Linked DNA regions of Mus musculus: region 2 is linked to region 1. A link is a contact called in public promoter capture Hi-C data. All regions are on one chromosome and are shown on one strand. Each heading gives the region's core, a stretch centred on a gene start, on an enhancer-like site or on the middle of the called end of the contact. The rest is flanking DNA. Distances are from core to core; before and after follow the strand shown.

Region 1 (5,001 bases), core at 1,263-3,762:
ATTTAATTTGAGGAGAAAAAAAGAACTTAAGCTGGGATTCACAGGGACTGGAAATATAGCTAACTTGGTAAAGTTTTTGCCTAGAATATTAAAGCCATAAATTCCAACTCAACACTGCATTAAACTGGGCGTGGTGGCCTGACGGTAATCCCAGCTCTCTGGAAGTATTGGCAGGAGGATCAAGAATTCAAAGTTGGACTAGAGAGATGGCTCAGTGGTTAAGAGCACTGACTGTTCTCCCAGAGGTCCTGAGTTCAATTCCCAGCAACCACATGGTGACTCACAGCCATGGGAGTAATGGGATTCGATGCCCCCTTCTGGTTGTCTGAAAACAGCTAAGATGTACTCATATACATTAAATAAATAAACTTTTAAAAAAAAATAAAGAATTCAAAGTCAGTATTAGCTATCTATCAAGTTCAAAGTCATCCTGAACTAACACCATGATTCAAAAAAGGGGGGAGGGGGGCGGGCAGGAAGGGGGTTAGGAGGAGTGGCTGGAGAGCCCTCAGCACTTACTGCCATTTCAGAAGGCCAAGTCTTCTTTCATCCCTGTTAGGTGGCTCACAAGCATCTGTGACACACACACACACACACACACACACACACACACACACTAAAAAGAAATATTTCAGGGCTAGCACTGGCTGCTCTTCCAAAGGACCAACGTTCAATTCCCAGCACCCACATGGCAGCTCACAAACTGTAACTCCAGTTCCAGGAGATCTAAGCCTCACACACAGAGACACACACAGGTAAAATATCAAAGCACTTAAAATAAGAAATAAGGGATTAGGGGACAATGTTGTGAAATCACAAAGAACCAATAAAAAAATGTTTAAAAACAAAATAAATATTTCAAGTAGGTTTTGGTTTTTTAATTAATTTGTGTATTTGGTTTTGCTTTTCTGAGATAAAGTCAGTAAATTCAGACACACCAATTACCAGGAAAATTTGATTGACCCATATATGACAAACTGCTGTAAGCCATCCTACTTAAGGACCTGCCATAGTATAACTGACTGTGTCAGCTTGTCTGTAGAAGGGGGTGGGTTGCAGTCTGTCTGTCTGTATGTATGTCTGTCTTGGAGGTTTCTTAGCAGATTGCCTATGGCACACACTGCATTCAGGTTTAAGGCCACCTAGGTGGAAGTCATTTTCTTTAACTAATTTTGTGGAGATTTACAGACTGGGGACAACTTTGGATATTTGTTTGTTGATGTTTTGTTATTCTTTTATTTATTTTATTTGAGGCAGGGACTCTCTATATAGCCCTGGCTGTCCTGGAACTTACTGTGTAGATCAGGTTGGCCTTGAACTCATAGAGCTCCTTCTACCTCTGCCTCTGAACGTGGAGATTAAAAGTATGCACCACAAGGTCTTATTCACAAGCTATTATTTACCCTGTAAGGCAGCACCTGCTATGTAGCCCACACTGGCCGCTGACTTAGTGGAGCCATTCCTCTTCCCCAGCCTCTCCCAAATGCAGGGATTGCAGATGCATTATGTAGAATGGGTTTTTGGTTTGTTTATTTGGTTTTGTGGTTTTTTTTTTTTGTTGGTGGTGGTGGTGGTGTTTTTTTAAGATATGGGGCTGGAGAGATGGCTCAGTGGTTAAGAGCACTGACTGCTCTTCAGAGGTCCTGAGTTCAAATCCCAGAAACCACATGGTGGTTCACAACCATCTGTAATGAGATCTGATGCACTCTTCTGGGGTGTTTGAAGACAGCTCCAGTGTACTCATATAAAATAAATAAATTTTCAAAAGGTGAGGAGGGAGGCAAACATCCCTTTCCAAAAAGAAAGAAAGAAAGAAAGAAAGAAAGAAAGAGAGAGAGAGAGAGAGAGAAAGAAAGAGAGAGAAAGAAAGAAAGAAAGAAAGAAAGAAAGAAAGAAAGAAAGAAAGAAAGAAAGAAAGAAAAGACGTGTAGCTCAGACTGGCCTTGAACTTGTTATGTAGCTGTAGCTGTGGGTGACCTTGTCCTCTTTTGGGTGGGGGGTGTGGAGATGGAACAGGACCTTTCTCTTTCTTTCTCTCTCTCTCTCTCCTTCTCTTTCTTTTTTTGGTTTTTCGAGACAGGGTTTCTCTGTGTAGCCCTGGCTGTCCTGGAACTCACTCTGTAGACCAGGCTGGCCACGAACTCAGAAATCCACCTGCCTCTGCCTCCTGAGTGCTGGGATCAAAGGTGTGCACCACCACTGCCCGGCTGACCTTGACCTCTTGCTGGCACATACCCTAGGGCTGCAACAACTAGTCTGCACGACCACACCTCGGCAGCTGTGGTTTTTACTTGAGTCTGAATCTGCTCCTGAATGGAAAGCAAGCACTCTTTCCACACACACCTCCCTGTCTTTCTCGACGATCTTGCCACCCTGGCCTTAACTCCCTCCATCTGCCAACCTGAGCCAGCAACTCAACAAGTTACCTTTTAGGTAACTTGTTCCTTTAAGAACATTCCGCCCCACCCCCGGGTCCTCCCAGTCAGGCCGGATTTCCTGCCCAAGCCCTGCCTTTTAAAGTCATCACTTCAACTTTCAGGACTGCGACCAGACACACTGAGGGACCCTGAGGGGTCCCGGGGTGCTGAAAGTAAGCAGAAATAGGCTGTGACAGGTGTATATATATACCCAGGGCTCTACTGGGAAACGGGACCAGGGCAGGGAAGATCCTGAGAGAAAGCAAAGTCACTTGGGAGTGGGTAAAAATGTCACGCCCAGCCCTCTCCTCTTACGAAGGAGGGAGGAGCTGTCAGAGCTGTTCTTCTAGCTCGAGAAGCAAGGATGCCAGTTAGTAGGATGCCAGATTCTTTTTGGTTTTTCGAGACAGGGTTTCTCTGTGTAGCCCTGGCTGTCCTGGAACTCACTCTGTAGACCAGGCTGGCCTCGAACTCAGAAATCCACCTGCCTCTGCCTCCCGAGTGCTGGGATTAAAGGCGTGCGCCACCACGCCCGGCCAGGGTGCCAGATTCTTGAGGGTCTCTCTTCCATATTGCCTGCCTAACAGGGCCCTGGCTTCCTACCACCGTCGTCTCCTTCCTCTGTTTTCTGTATGCGGCGGAGTGTGTGGGAAGACATGGTTATCCCCCTCACACCCCATTCCATTCCATTCCTCTCCCAGGAGCTCCTTGGAGATGCTTCTGCTGTGGCTGCTGCTGCTGCTGCTCCTCCTCGTGCCCCTGCTGGCCATACTCTGGCAGCAGAGGTCTCGGGGTGCCAGGCCATGCTGGCTGATCAGTCTCCAACACCGAGTGGCCTGGGGGATGCTGGGCTGGGCAGCCGCCTGGCAGCAGTGGAGACTAGACCGGAGCACGTTGAATGTGGGCCAGAGCCAGCAGCAGGCCCTCATGTGGTGTCTGAAGAAAGCCCAGGGCTCCTGCTGTCTCCCCAGGGAGGACACAGGTGTGTTTCTGGCACCTGGGGGAGGTGACCCAAGGAGAGAAAATAGCCCACAAGGCAGTCAGATTCTAGAACTCAAGGGCCCCTTCATTTACCACCAATATGATGTGGCCTGGTGCAGAGCCCTACCATGGCTTACAACCTGACACCTATTAGGATGGGTTTTCCTTTGCTGGGCCCTGGTCTAGCCTTCACCTCATTTCCCAGGCCCTTTCTGGGTTCCTTTCTCAAGGCTCTCCACAGTCTTCTCACTTCCTGAGGAGTTTCTGATTTTTTTTGGGGGGGGGGTCTACAGATATGAGAACCTTCCGGAATCATCTTCCACTGACCCAAACCAGCCACACTCAGGAGCAAGAAAGTGAAGAGACGCTCCCATCCCCTGCCTCCCCCCAGTACCATGGAGACGCCTCTTTGCAGGTAAACAGAGGTACCTCCACCTCACAACAGCAGACCCCTCCCAAAAGGAGGTACAAAGAAGGCCCGCTATGGTAGCTGGGGTCTGGTTCTAAGGTCTGAATGACAGGCCCTCCTGTCTCCCTCCAGGCCACCCTGCTGGGTCTAATAACCCTAAACAAGGCCTACCCAGAAGCGCTGGCTCCAGGAAGTACTGCCTGTGTGACCCCTACATCGCCATGGCCCTGCTCTGTCCCCTGGCTTGGGCACGCCCTGGGCCGGGTAAGCCCCGATGGAGCCAAGGACCCCCGGACCCTGCTGCTGGAGGCATTGATATCCCCGGGGCTGAGGGTACTTGAGGCAAGGACTGCAGTGGAGCTCCTGGATGTCTTTGTGGGCTTGGAGGCTGATGGTGAAGAACTGGCTGAGGCCATAGCAGCTGGGATTCTGGGAACGCTTCTCCCCAAACGAGCCGCTGAGCTGAAGGAGGCCCTAGAGCAGGGACCCCGAGGATTGGCCCGCCGGCTCTGGCCAAAGCTGCAGGTGGTGGTGACTCTGGACTCAGGAGGACAGGCAGAAGCTGTGGCTGCCCTTAGGGTCCTGTGGTGCCAAGGGCTAGCCTTCTTCTCTCCTGCTTATGCTGCCTCAGGAGGTCAGCTTGATGCGGGGGGGGATTGGATGGATGCAGGTGGGGCTGGGGGCAGATGTCATACAGCTAGCTACCATGCATTGAGGCACATACACTTACCTTCTTCAACCCTCCTCAGTGCCTGGGATGGTATGGGTTACTAGCTCTGACTAACAGCCGAGCACACTAAGGTTCACTGAGACAAAGTGTCTCAGGCAGACTCAGGTGGTACCAGGATTTGTTTCCACCTCTGATCCCTGCCAGAACCACAGCCTCTCTGCCTGCTTCTGCTCAGTCAAGACCAGGAAAGAGCAGGCTGGCCCTGGGGGTGGTCTCCAGAGAGGTTGAATCAGGAGGGCCAGGTGCTTAGAGGAGCCGGGCCTGCTGTCCCGAGTGAGGCGTTACTTTCTGCTGTTGCCTGGCAGAACGGAATGCACCATGAGGTTGACAAGAAGATTGTTTTGCTCTCTATAGGAGTGGTGGCCCTAAACCTGTGGCCAGAGCGACCCCAAGGATCCTATCTTCTGCCCCCTGGAGTCCCCTTTATTGAGCTGCTTCCAATCAAGGAAGGAACCCAAGAGGAG
Region 2 (5,001 bases), core at 1,482-3,981, 530 kb before region 1:
AAATTTTGAGAATAGTTTGAGGTACACAAGATCTTGTCTCCACAAAACAAATGAAACATGAAAAATTTCTGCACATTTAGAAAATAATTTAGGGGCTGGGTGGTGGTGGTGCACATCTTTAATCCCAGCACTTGGGAGGCAGAGGCAGGCAGATTTCTGAGTTTGAGGCCAGCCTGGTCTACAGAATGAGTCCAGGACAGCCAGGGCTACACAGAGAAACTCTGTCTCGAAACAAAACAAAACAAAACAAAACAAAACAAAACAAAACAAAACAAGAAAGAAAGAAAGGAAGGAAGGAAGGAAGGAAGGAAGGAAGGAAGGAAGGAAATAGCTGCAGCGTATCTCAGGTGGTTGAGTTATGAAAGCCTGGGTCATGTAATTGTTAATCCAGCACTCAGAAGATAGAGAGAGGCAGGAGGGTCAAAAGTTCAAGTCATTTTCTGCTGCCTGGTGAGTTTGAAGTCATCCTTGGGATTCATGAGATCTCCTTTTTTTTAAAAAAAAAAAAGCATGGGTGGGAGGAAGGAAGGAAGGAGGGAGGGAGGGAGGGAGGGAAGGAAGGAAGGAAGGAAGGAAGGAAGGATGGAAGGAAGGAAGGTTAGCTAGCTAAACCATTCATGAGAATTTATTTACTCGTGTGTGTGTTTGTGTGTGTCTGTATGTATGTGTGTACATGGATGTCTGTGTGTCTCTCTCTCTGTGTATCTATGTGTTTGTGTATACATATATGTCTACATGTGTCTGTGTGTCTGTGTGTGTTTATCTGTGTGCCAAAGACTTAACATGCAACCCTGACTGACCTGGAGCTCACTATGAGGACCAGGCCGGCCACTGTGAAGATCAGCCTGCCATTGTGCTGAGATTCAAGGCGTGCACCACCACCCCTGGCCATAAACATTTATTTTAAAACCTGAGAAAGACGTTATGATCCAATAAATAAATACAAATATGTGAACATAATTTGTAAGAACTGCAAGGGGCGACCACATGACAAACTCTTCAACCTTATCAGCAATCAGTGATATCAATTACAAGAATGGAGAACTGGAGCCGAGCATGGTGGCGCATGCCTTTAATCCCAGCACTCGGGATGCAGAGGCAGGTGGATTTCTGAGCTTGAGGCCAGCCTGGTCTACAAAGTGAGTTCCAGGACAGCCAGGGCTATACAGAGAAACCCTGTCTTGAAAACCAAAAAAAAAAAAAAAAAAAGAATGGAGAACTGCCATTGTCTGCTATTGTTCCTCAAATATATCTTATCCAATACTGGGCAAGGCATCATAAAACAGGCCCTTTAATGGATTACTAGAGGCAGAATATAATATGAGTTGTTTTGAAAACAACTGCCAATGTTAATAAAGAGAAGATTCCAAAGTCTACAGTACTTTTAATGATAAGGTTCTGTTCTAGGACAAAGTCAATTCCTCATTGTGATATTATTGTATCCACCCAAATTGGAAGCAATGGAAGTTTCCATCAATAAAGAAATTCACTGTAATCTGTGCGTTTCTGCTGTGATGTATTGCAGCAATGAGAATGTTAATTAACAAAACTGGAGCAACATGGAAAACATTCAATTATTTTTATTATCCTTAGTGGTGGTGGAGGGCAGTCCATACCCTGGAATTCCTTTGGAGGTCAACTTCATCTCCTCCTACTCCGATCCTTAGGAATTGACCTTAGGGTCTCTCTCACGTTTGGTGCACACACTTTTACAGGTTGAGCCATCTTGGCAGCCCACATATGTTAAACTTACAAAGTAGGGCTGGACATACAGTTCATTGGTGGAGTACTTGCTTAGTATATGAGAGGCCTTGGATATGATTCCAGATACACACATACTCACAGGAGCCAGCTCTCTCTCTCTCTCTCTCTCTCACACACACACACACACACACACACACACACACACACCACAAATGCATTGGTGTTTTGCATACATGGATGACTGTGTGAAAGTGGTGATAGTGGTGTCAGTTCTTGGAGTTACAGACAGTTATGAGCTGCCATGTGGGTGGATGGATTTGATTTAATCCAGGTCATCTGGAAGTGCGGTTGGTGCTTTTAACTGCTGAGCCATCTCTCCAGTCTCCACTGTCACCTTTTTATTTATTTACATTTTGTTATATACATACATAATACACACATACACATATATACATACATATAACTATCACCTTTAATGTATTTGCATTTTATTATATACACATATACAAACATATATACATACATACACACATACACATACATACATACATATAACAATAAAATTTACCATCCTGCCAAACGCACTCCCTCAGAAGGGTTTAGACAATTTGACTCTCCCAAAAATACACTTTAAAAGCTCACACATGCCGGAAGGTGGTGGTGCACGCTTTTAATCACAGCCCTTAGGAGGCTGAGGCAAGTGGATCTCTGTGAAGTGGATGCCAGCTTGGTCTACAGGGCGAGTTCCAGGTCAACCAGGGCTACACAGAGAAACCCTGTCTCAAACAAACAAACAAACAAACAAACAAACAAACAAACAACACCCTGATCCCTAAGGAATATAGAAGTGGCTCCACTTGGAAGTAACAAATCTTGAGTGGACCGTCTAAATCAGAAGAGTGTGGGCAGCTTCGGCCCACCTGTCGGCACTGCTGCACTTCCCCGCTCGGCCTTTGGATGGCGCTCCGAGCCGGGTAAACAGGGATCTGGAGCAGGGGTCCTTGCGTCAGCTCCCGTCGTGACGTCACTTCTGGTCCTGGGCGGAAGTCTTCAGCTAGCCGACCGGGAAGTAGCTGAAGACCGGGCGATGGGAACTCTGGAGGTCTCGCTCCGGGGCGGACCCGAGGCCACCGTGCCCCCGCGGTAGAACGAGCCTGGGTGGCGGGCTCCGGGCTCCTGAGGTGAGGAGCGTCGGGGCCTGAAGTGAGACCTTAGGAAGAAGCCTAGAGTCCCTGGCGGCCACTCTGGTGCCCCGTTTCCCCGCTCGGGAGACTAGACTGCCTTAGCTGGGCTCTGCCCCGGAAGCGGGTCCTCTTGGTGTCATCCCACTCCCAGAGGGAACGGCGCGGACCGGGATTTTCCTCTTCACCTCCACCACCAAGGCAGCGGGTAGCCTCGGGCCCGAGGTTCAAAGGAGCCGATTCTTCTTAACGTCGTCTTTTCTCCGCTGTCGCAGGCATGGAGGGGTCTAAGGCGTCCAGCAGCACCATGCAGGTGAGCTTCGTGTGCCAGCGCTGTAGCCAGCCTCTGAAACTGGACACGAGCTTCAAGATCCTGGACCGGGTCACCATCCAGGAACTCACAGGTCAGCAGGATCCGAGGAAAGGGGTGGTCAAGAAGGAGGGAAGTGGGCAACTTTAGGGACATTGAGGTGGCGGTCTCTGGCTTTCGGTTTTCTCGTCAGGAATAGACCTCTGACAGTGTCTCCAGAGTGAAGGAGTATTCACATATAACAGAATTTCTTGAAGATTTACCAGTGTATCAATCAGGTGTCCTGTAACAGTCCCCGTGGAAACCAGGCTTGGTGGCTCACATCTATAACTGCAGCAACTCAGGAGGCTGACGCCGGAGCTGCCTCAAGTTCCAGGCCAGCCTGCGCTATTGAATGAGACCCTGTTTCCAAAAATAAAAAGGACAGGAGAAGTGCCATGGTGCATCCTCTTACAGGTGACGAGTTGAGGTTAGAGCCATCAGTGAGCATACTTACCTGAGGTCCAGTGAAGTGTAGGAGAGCCTTGAAGCCTGAAGAAGAGAGTGAGAGAGGTGATTAGCGAGTTTAAACACGTTCATGGGCCTGGCATTAGCATGGAAACCTTGGCTTTGTTGTATATAGCTCCCTAGACCTTGATTCATTTTTATTCATAATTAGTATTAGTTATGTGTATAGGTGGTTTGCTTACATGTACATCTGTCCATGACGAGAATGCCTGATGCCGGGAGAGGCCAGAAGAGGGCGTCAGATCCCTGAACTGGAGTTAACAGGTGGTTGTGAGCCACCGTGTGAGGGCTAGGACTCGAACCTAGGTCCTTTACAGGAGCAACAGGTGCTCTAAGCTATTGAGTGATCTGCCCAGCTCTTTATTTTTCTTCTCCTTAAAAAAAAATTATTTTCATTGTTCTTGCTGTTGGTATAGACAGAGTTTCACTCTAGCCCTTGCCTGGCTAGATTGTCCTGCCTCTGCCTTCAGAGTCCTGGGGCTTAAAGGTGTGCGCCACCACACCTGGCTTATTTTTCATTTTTAAAGGTTAATGTTGTGTGTTGAAAGCTTTCATCTCCCAAGTGTTGGAATAAAGGAGGTCTGTGTGCTACCATGCCCGGCTTTACATGTTTCTAAACTAGTGTTCATACATTTTAAAACCTGATATATTTAGGGGGTGCCACTTGATGTTTGAATACACATGTAATGATGTTCAAATCAGGGTTGGCACATTTGTCTCTTCTAACGTTTTGTTTGTTTGTTTGTTTCCTTGTGGTTGAAACATTTCTAATCGTCCCTGCTGGCTTTTGGGGACTGTGCAGTCCACCATTGGTACCCATAGTCAGCACCGTCCAGTAGAGCAGAACTTTTCTCCTGTCTAACCAGTCTGTTGTGTATAACCATCATATTGTTCTCAGTTTAAATGAGATGCACCACACCTGAGTGAGACCAGGCAGTGCTTGCTTTACTGGGCCTGGATAATCTCATTTAATGTATGTCCTTCAGTCTTAATGACAGGAGTTCATGCTTTTAAAAAAAACGGCTGAATAGATTGTCATTGAATGAATATTAGCTGTGTCTTTGTTGGTGATGTTTTGTTTTTGAGGTAGAGTCTTATATAACAGAGGCTTGCTTTAAACACATGCTTGAATTTCCTCAGACTCAGCCCGGCAGTGGTAGCACACGCCTTTAATTCCAGAACTTGGGAGGCAGAGGCAGGAAGATTTCTGAATTTGAGGCCAGTGAGACTATAGAGTAAGTTCCAGGACAGCCAGGGCCACATAGAAAAACCCTGTCTTGAAACAACAACAACAAAACA

Evidence for each region. Promoter capture Hi-C pulls out the DNA fragments that hold promoters and counts their contacts.
Region 2: a contact with region 1 is called in a promoter capture Hi-C map of liver, with 2.4 times the contacts expected there. The contact joins the promoter of Becn1 here to the promoter of Ghdc in region 1. A contact is called at or near these places in 3 of 39 promoter capture datasets (liver and neural stem cells), 1 of 115 datasets of contacts at active chromatin or transcription factors (memory CD8 T cells) and 1 of 9 other capture datasets (liver).

What each region holds. Positions count from the first base shown.
Region 1 is chr11:100,768,468-100,773,468 of GRCm38.p6, reverse strand. It overlaps Ghdc (GH3 domain containing), which reads left to right and starts at 2,512. Exons shown (of 9, transcript NM_031871.1): 1 at 2,512-2,590; 2 at 3,119-3,399; 3 at 3,692-3,813; 4 at 3,940-4,441; 5 at 4,892-5,001. The coding sequence starts at 3,132.
Region 2 is chr11:101,300,016-101,305,016 of GRCm38.p6, reverse strand. Becn1 (beclin 1, autophagy related) reads left to right here and starts at 2,731. Exons shown (of 12, transcript NM_019584.4): 1 at 2,731-2,885; 2 at 3,161-3,289. The coding sequence starts at 3,163.